Linked DNA regions of Mus musculus: region 2 is linked to region 1. Evidence: chromatin contacts called from public HiChIP or PLAC-seq data. All regions are on one chromosome and are shown on one strand. Each heading gives the region's core, a stretch centred on a gene start, on an enhancer-like site or on the middle of the called end of the contact. The rest is flanking DNA. Distances are from core to core; before and after follow the strand shown.

Region 1 (3,609 bases), core at 27-2,526:
CTTAGGAAGGTACCACGGAAGTCTGGCAGCTCAGGCAGAGGTACCTGACTCTGAGGTCTGGGTCCTACATTTGAAAGGGAGACTGAGGCCCAGAGGTATCGCTGGCATCAGTTCCTTGGTCCTGACAGAGGAGGAACCTAGCCATTTGGGTCACAGGGACAGTGAAGCTGGCTTGGAGTACTGTGTCTAAGTAAAAGAGTAAGATGAGGTCCTGAATCCCTCTAGGTCCAGAGAGAAAGGCCATCTCTCTCCTTATTACTAATTTTAAAGTTTGCCTTTGATGGCCAAGCTCTCTCATCTGCTTTCCTAGAATTCAGATGTCATGTTCTGAGGCCCTTCCTAGAGGACAGACCATGCAGGGCCCATCAAGCCTTCTCAGACCCCAGGTTTTCACCTCTTTATTCTCCTAAATCTCATTTCTCAGGCTATCCCTCTCTTGAGGACATTGCCCAATGCCCTCTGAGGTACTGGGGAAGAGGACCAGGTCCCTTTGTCACTTACCGAGACCCAGGAGGGTACAGAGCAGTGTGAAGGCCAGCAGGAAGGTCCTGTGTCTTCTAAACAGAATCATGGTGTGTGAACCTGTAGTCCCAGGTCCTCAGCCCTTATAAGAAGCTGGGGAAGGGCGGGTCTGGTCCCACCTTCACCCTGGGGTGAGAAATAGCTGAGCTCAGAACCCATGGGAGTCTTCCACAGCCTCCGGGTCAGAGCCACGGAACCAGCATCCACAAGAAAACTGAACCACTTGGACCCAGCCCTTTTCTGCACCTGGGCCCAAATTTCTTCCACCTGGACCCAGAAGCTCAGTTATGTATCCAAGCACCTTTTTTTAATTGTTGTTGTTCACAAATCTTAAGGTAGGAGTGGGTCATCTGATTCCCTGAGGGTGCAGAGCAACTTTGGAGACTGGCATCCATCCTCTTCTCCTTTCCCAAGGAGGCGCCCAGCGTAGGTTGGGTCCTAACCGGGGAGCGCCCAGCATGTCTAGACCCGTCCTGCGGGGGCCGGGCGCCTTGTGGCCTTTCCTTTCTCTTTCGTGTGCCTGCCTCACCTTCATGCTTCTGTATTCGAGCTGTGTCCAGCTCCAACCCCACCCAGGGATGTGCCCCTGGGTCTTGAGGGGACTGAACAAAAGAGGTCCTGTCAGCAGACAGAGACGGGCAAAGTTGGAGACAAATGCTTACAAGGCATTGGGGAACCAAGGTATTTGTGGACGCACGCAAGTATATTGTGCACAATTTGTATTAAGATCTTTCTCCCTCTCTTTTGGTGTTAGGTCATGAGCTAAGAGAGGTCTGAGATCTTTGTCGGCCATCTGTCTGTCGATGTTCGTCTCTGTGTGTCCATCCGTCCGTCCGTCTGTTTGTCTGCATTTGGAGAGAGAAGGGGAACAGAGCGTGTCCGCAACAACAGGTGCCAGAGATCTTATTTCAAACAGGATTCAGGCTTCAGGAAACTCTCAGCTTCAGCGTTTCTGAGCAAGGCTCTGGTTTGGTTGGTGACCTCACGGTCCAATGACCAGGGCAAATTACACGTAGGACCCAATCACTGAGGCCGCTCTTGTTGCTAGGTTCCCAGGAAGCCGAGTCTCCACGTTATCAGGCGGCTAGGCCGGAGAGTGGTGGAACCTGAGAGAGGCGGGGCCGGAGGGGGAATGCCTGTTGCTAAGGGAACCCGGCGCCTCGCTCGCGGAGAGGCCCAACCGAGCATGCGCAGTGTTGACGTGTGCGCCGGCGCGCCGCGGTTTGAAAGGCCCGAGCCTTGCGCGCTTGCGCACTGAGTCCCGTGCAGGGCGCGCGCGCTCCCCCAACCTTCTCCGGGGGCCCCCCGGAGCTGCAACCCTTCTTCTTCATTCCCTGGACGGTCGGGCGTCCACGGGCGTGGACATGCCGGAGATCAGCCTCCGCCACGTCGTGTCCTGCAGCAGCCAGGACTCGGTGAGGGGCTGACGTGGGAGCAGCGGGGAGACAGGGGCTTCCTGAGGGATGCTGAGGACTTTGGAAGCGCAAAGGGGGGGGGGGATCTTGGCGGGATTCTGAGCGGGGCTCCGGGTGGGGTTTCCAGAGGCTGGACGTGCATTCCGAGAGAGACGGGCAGTTAGGGAAGTTTGGGGCCACTGTGGAGAGTAAGGAAAAAGAGGGGCCTGGGAAGTTCTAACTGTGAAGAAAAACTCGGTGAAAGGAAAACTCGAGGCAGGGGTGTGTGTATGCGTGTGTGTGTGTGTGTGTGTGTGTGTGTGGTGGGACTGGCGTGAAGTCAAGTGTGGAGAGTCGGCTAGCTCTTGGGAGTTTAAACATTCAAAAATAATCTTATTTTTAAAAGTCAGCTTTATTTAAAGAACTTCCACCTTTCCACCCTTGCCTGCAGACCCATTGTGCCGAAAATCTTCTCAAGGCGGACACTTACCGGAAGTGGCGGGCAGCCAAGGCAGGAGAGAAGACCATCTCTGTGGTCCTACAGGTGATGCTGCCATCTCCCACCTCCTCATTCCCGGGGCAGTGAGACCCCCGCTCACATTCCACTGCCAGCTGGCTGGAGGTTGAGTCGTTTCCTTTCTGTAGTAGAGAGCTTGCTCGGCTAACTTGCCTGGAAAATGGGCTTAGAAATCCCTGTGCCTCCAGGAATCCTTGGGTAACCCTGAGTAGGTTGACTCTACTTCTGGGCCTCAGTTTCATCAGCTGGGACAGTGTCAGCCATTACTGTTAACTGTGTCCCCCGGGGCCAGAAGGTGGCCAAGAAGAGTATCTCCATAAATCAGTTTCATTGTAAAGACGACCGACATGGAAGGGTGGATGGCTCAGGCCTGTAATCCTGGTTGCTTGGGAAGTTGAGATAGGATAACAAGTTCAAGGCCAGCCTGCACAACTTAGAACCTGTCTGGAAATGAGAAATAACTACCCTCACGAGGACTATTAACATAGGATTAGGCAGATAGCTCGGCTGTTCAGGGCTTGCCTGGAGCATGTCAGACCCTTCCTTGGTTCCATCCCTAGTACCTCAGAGAGTAAAGGAATGAAACGTGTAGGGAAGGGAAGTTTTGTTTGATTGGTTTTATTGTTTTGTTTGTGAGATAGAGTCTCTCTACGGAGCCCTGGTTGTCCTGGAACTCACTCTATAGACCATGCTGGCCTCCAACTTACAGAGATCCTCCTGCCTCTGCTTTCAGAGTGCTGGGATTAAAAGCATGTACCACCCCACCCTATTCTCCTTTTAAAATTTTTCTTAAATTGAAGCTAGTCTTGAACTCCTGATCCTTGTCTGTCTATCTGGGGCAGAGGAGTTCCAAGTGTATACCATCATGCCTAGCATCTGTCAGTTTGCCTTTCCTTCATTTAGCTTACAACACACACACACACACACACTCAGTACTGTGCAGGCTAGGCAAGAGGTTACTAATTGAGCCATGTCCCTATCTTTCTGACTTTGACTACTTTTAAATTTATTTTAAGCTGGGCAGTGGTCATGGCACACCTTTAATCCCAGCAGTTGGGAGGCAGAAGCAGGTGGATCTCTGAGTTTGAGGCCAACCTGGTCTACAGAGTGAGTTCCGGGACAGCCAGAGCTACATAGAGAAGCTCCCATGGGGAGTTAGGGAGTTGTTTCTGACAG
Region 2 (3,608 bases), core at 277-2,776, 260 kb after region 1:
GCTCTGTGTGATGACTTTTGGTGTTGGTTTCAAGTCAGTCTCTCTGTGTAGCCCTGGCTGTCCTGGAACTCACTCTGTAGGCCAGGATGGTCTCAAACTCAGAAATCTGCCTGCCTCTGTCCCCTGAGTGCTGGGACTAAAGGTGTGCACCACCACTGCCAGGCTACATGGTGTCTTAAATTTTTAATTTAAAGGAAAAAAATAATAACAAGGAAAAACTCACAGGGGCTGGAAAGATGGCTCAATGTTTAAGAGCACTGGCGGCTCTTCCAGAGGTCCGGAGTTCAAATCCCAGCAACCACATGGTGGCTCACAACCATCTGTAGTGAGATCTGATGCCCTCTTCTGGTGTGTCTGAAGACAGTTTCAGTGTACTCACATATAATAATAAATATATAAATCTTTTAAAGAAAGAAAGAGAGAGAATATCAGAAAAAAAGGAAAGAAAAGCTCACAATCTAGATTTTAAAACTCCAGAGACCATATTCTTGTATGTGTGTGTGTGTGTGTGTGTGTGTGTGTGTGTGTGTATTAGAGAAAGAGAGAGAGAGAGAGAGATGTCAATCTCCACACTGTAGTTCCACCATCTTGTAAAGATTCTTGAGAAAAAACGGAAGCCTTAAGATACAGTTTAGACTGTGCCCTTCAGAATGAAATAATACAATTAAGCTACAATTTGAAAAACTATCAACAAAGCTAAGCTGTGTCTATGTTTCCAGGTGGTAGGATGAAGAAACCCATTTTCCCTGCTTTACAATTTTCCATAATAAACCACCTGCAGAATCACACTTTTTCTTGACCGTCAGTCTGCCTTCCGTGGACTTCCATTCACAGAGCCCCTGAGCACTTAGCAAATATGCACCGAATGAACTGATCTGTAGGAGCGAGCACCTATCCCCTCACCGGGAGCAGGAAACACTAATGAGGCTCACAGTAAAAGCTCCATTTGGAAGATTCGGAAAGACAACTTCTCCTTGCCCAGACAAGCACTTGCCTTGCCGCCTGCAAACGCTCCGAATAATTCTTGCGAGAAGATTTTGCAAGTTGGGAAACTACAAGAAGAATTTGCAGCCAGGGGCGTGCAGCTGTGGCCTCAGCTACTTAGGAGTCAGAGACAGGAGGATTCATTCCTTGAGACTAGGATTGGGGGACCTGTCTGGGTAACACCTCTTATACACGAGACATTGACAAATCCTGAATCTACAGAGAAGCAGTAAGAGGCCACAGTTATTTTTTTGTCCTACTGGACAAATAAAGAACAAGAATGATGTAAAACTGGAGTTCATCCAATAGCCGCTCCTTTCCTGGAGCTGGAGAGATGACTAGGCAGTTAAACAAACAGGCCGCTCTAATGGAGGTCCTAGGCTCAGGTCCCAGCTCGGAAGCACCAGTTTCAAGGGATCCACTGTGTCCTTCTGACCTCCAAGGGCACCAGGTTCTGCAGGACCGGTCCTGCCCGGGATTCAGCAGCTCATAGGTGGGGTAGATGTTGTAGCAGACCAGCTCCAAGCCCCGGATCTGTATCTGGGTGACAGCTGAGTTCCTCAGTCCGGGAGCTGCCCTGCACTGCCCAGCTCCCCACACTGACATGGGATAGATTTTTGTGTGGTGGTTCCAGTTCTGGGAATAAGAGTAACAGATGAGGAGAAAAGTCATAAAAACAAGTTTATTTAAAAACTAGGATTGGGATTTGCAAGGGTGGGACTGGGAGCAGAGGGGGAGGGCTGTGATCTGGATGTAACGTAAAAGAAAATAAATTATTGGATGAAAATAAAACAACATATGTTTGATAACTGGGATATTAAATCTGTACTTACATTCATCTGTATGCCTGGAAAAAAATACAAATTGAAAGTTTGACAGGTGGAGAATGTAGGCAATTCTCTCTTTTACCTTTGTAATGTTCTCTAATATCAAGCCTGAGCAACCAAAAATGTGGGGGGAAACACTGAAAGGGTTATAATGATTAAAAACTTAACTATTTTTATTAGTCAATCAAGGCAACATAAGCAAGATCTTGTTTACTGTGTTTAGTAATTATTTGTTATTTTATTTTATTTTTCTCTCATATAATACATTCCAAGCACACCTCCCCTACCTCCCACCTCCCCACCTCCCCCTCTCCCCCAGACACATATCTCCTTCACTTCCTTTCAGAAAAGAGCAGGTCTGCCAGTGGCATCAACTGAACTAAGCAGAGAAAGATGCCAGCCATAGGGCTAAATACAGTCCCTTATGTCAAAGCTGGACAAGGCAGCCCAGTAGGAGGGGAAAATGGCTATTACAGATCTTCTGGATGTTGGTTTTATCTCAGGATAACCAAAAATGCCTGCCCTTGAATCTTTTCAAAATTCATTGAGTCTGCAAGTGTCAGCGGTTGCATATATGTCAAGGTTCTTCTAGTAATTTTGCCAATTCTAGTTTTCACTTCAAGTCAAAGGTTATGGCCAGATACACACCAGAGCTAACAGAATACACCAGCTCGGGACCCGGAGGACTAGGCCTGAGAAATCAATTTAAAGGGCCAAGAAAGAAAAGCACTGCCAGAAGTAGAGCCAAGTAAGAATTGTCAGAAGAAAAAAAAAATCAGCCCAGGTCACCTCCTGTCTCGGGGCTGCTTGACTCTGGCTGGGTTTTGATGCCAACTAGACAGTCACTATCAGGGACTGGCATCCCTGGGTGGATCTTCTGATTAAAACCATGGCTTTAAAGAGACCAACAGGTTTAATGTCATGAGATAGGATATAGCCAGGGTTGTGGACACTGAGAAACAGAGATGTATGTTACTGATGATAAAGAATATCAGAGGCTCAAGAAACAGAGTGAACTAGGATTAGAAAGGATAAAAGAAAATTTTAACGTGTGGGGAGGAGACGAGAAGGTAACAAGCTAGGACCACCGCTAGAACACCCAGACCTGAGCTCCTCATGTCTTCTGATGCAGAACGACCATGGCCTATACAGTTTGTCTCTCCTTACCTAAGTCTGCTCAGGCCCACAGAAGCTGACTTGAACTTGGATATCTGGCCTCTTTGTCTTTGCTAACTTGTTCAGCTTTAGCCATTTGGAGAAACTGAGATAAACAATGTTTATTTGGATAAACTGAGACATACAAGAAACTGTGATAGTCTATGATGGTGCACCACGAGAGGATCAAAAAAAGTTCAGGTTCCCGATCTCGCTGTGGACTATATGTGTGGCTTTACAAAGTCCCAGCCTCTCTATGAGTTGTATTTATGATTGAAAGTCTTATTCTGATAGTAGAATAGCTTCAATTCAAGAACTCTAATTTTCTCAGCTATAGTCAGGACATGCATGTTAATAGCCTTATAAATGATCAAATTCTTTAACGCTCTCAGAACTCAGCTTGTAGTCCTGATACGAACAAATGCAATTCACTGACAGGGATAGAAGCTTTATTTCACCTTCTGTATCTGTGTTCAAGGCTAAGCCTAAAACATGTAAAGTTTACTAAAGTCAGATATTTTTAATAGATGGCCTTCAAAAACTCTTCAGAGGGGCTGGAGAGATGGCTCAGCAGTTAAGAGCACTGATTGCTCTCCCAGAGGTTCTGAGTTTGATTCCCAGCAGCCACATGGTGGCTCACAA

What was found. HiChIP or PLAC-seq counts read pairs in DNA pulled down with a chosen protein or histone mark.
Region 2: a FOXA1 HiChIP or PLAC-seq map of pancreatic cancer cells shows a contact between it and region 1. The contact joins the enhancer-like site here to the promoter of Xrcc1 in region 1. A contact is called at or near these places in 2 of 39 promoter capture datasets (the HPC-7 cell line and cranial neural crest) and 3 of 115 datasets of contacts at active chromatin or transcription factors (bone marrow-derived macrophages, embryonic stem cells and pancreatic cancer cells).

The regions. Positions count from the first base shown.
Region 1 is chr7:24,545,423-24,549,031 of GRCm38.p6, forward strand. It overlaps Xrcc1 (X-ray repair complementing defective repair in Chinese hamster cells 1), which reads left to right and starts at 1,277. Exons shown (of 18, transcript NM_009532.5): 1 at 1,277-1,413; 2 at 1,571-1,937; 3 at 2,368-2,460. The coding sequence starts at 1,887. It overlaps Pinlyp (phospholipase A2 inhibitor and LY6/PLAUR domain containing), which reads right to left and starts at 583. Exons shown (of 5, transcript NM_001037143.2): 1 at 502-583. The coding sequence starts at 571.
Region 2 is chr7:24,803,720-24,807,327 of GRCm38.p6, forward strand. No RefSeq gene overlaps it. Among named protein-coding and RNA genes, the nearest start is that of Ceacam10, 28 kb to the left of the region's middle. Within about 2 kb of position 1,527, at least 26 of the 459 cell types and tissues checked have an H3K27ac peak or open chromatin away from gene starts, as enhancers often do. A contact at or near this core is called in pancreatic cancer cells, where this site is marked.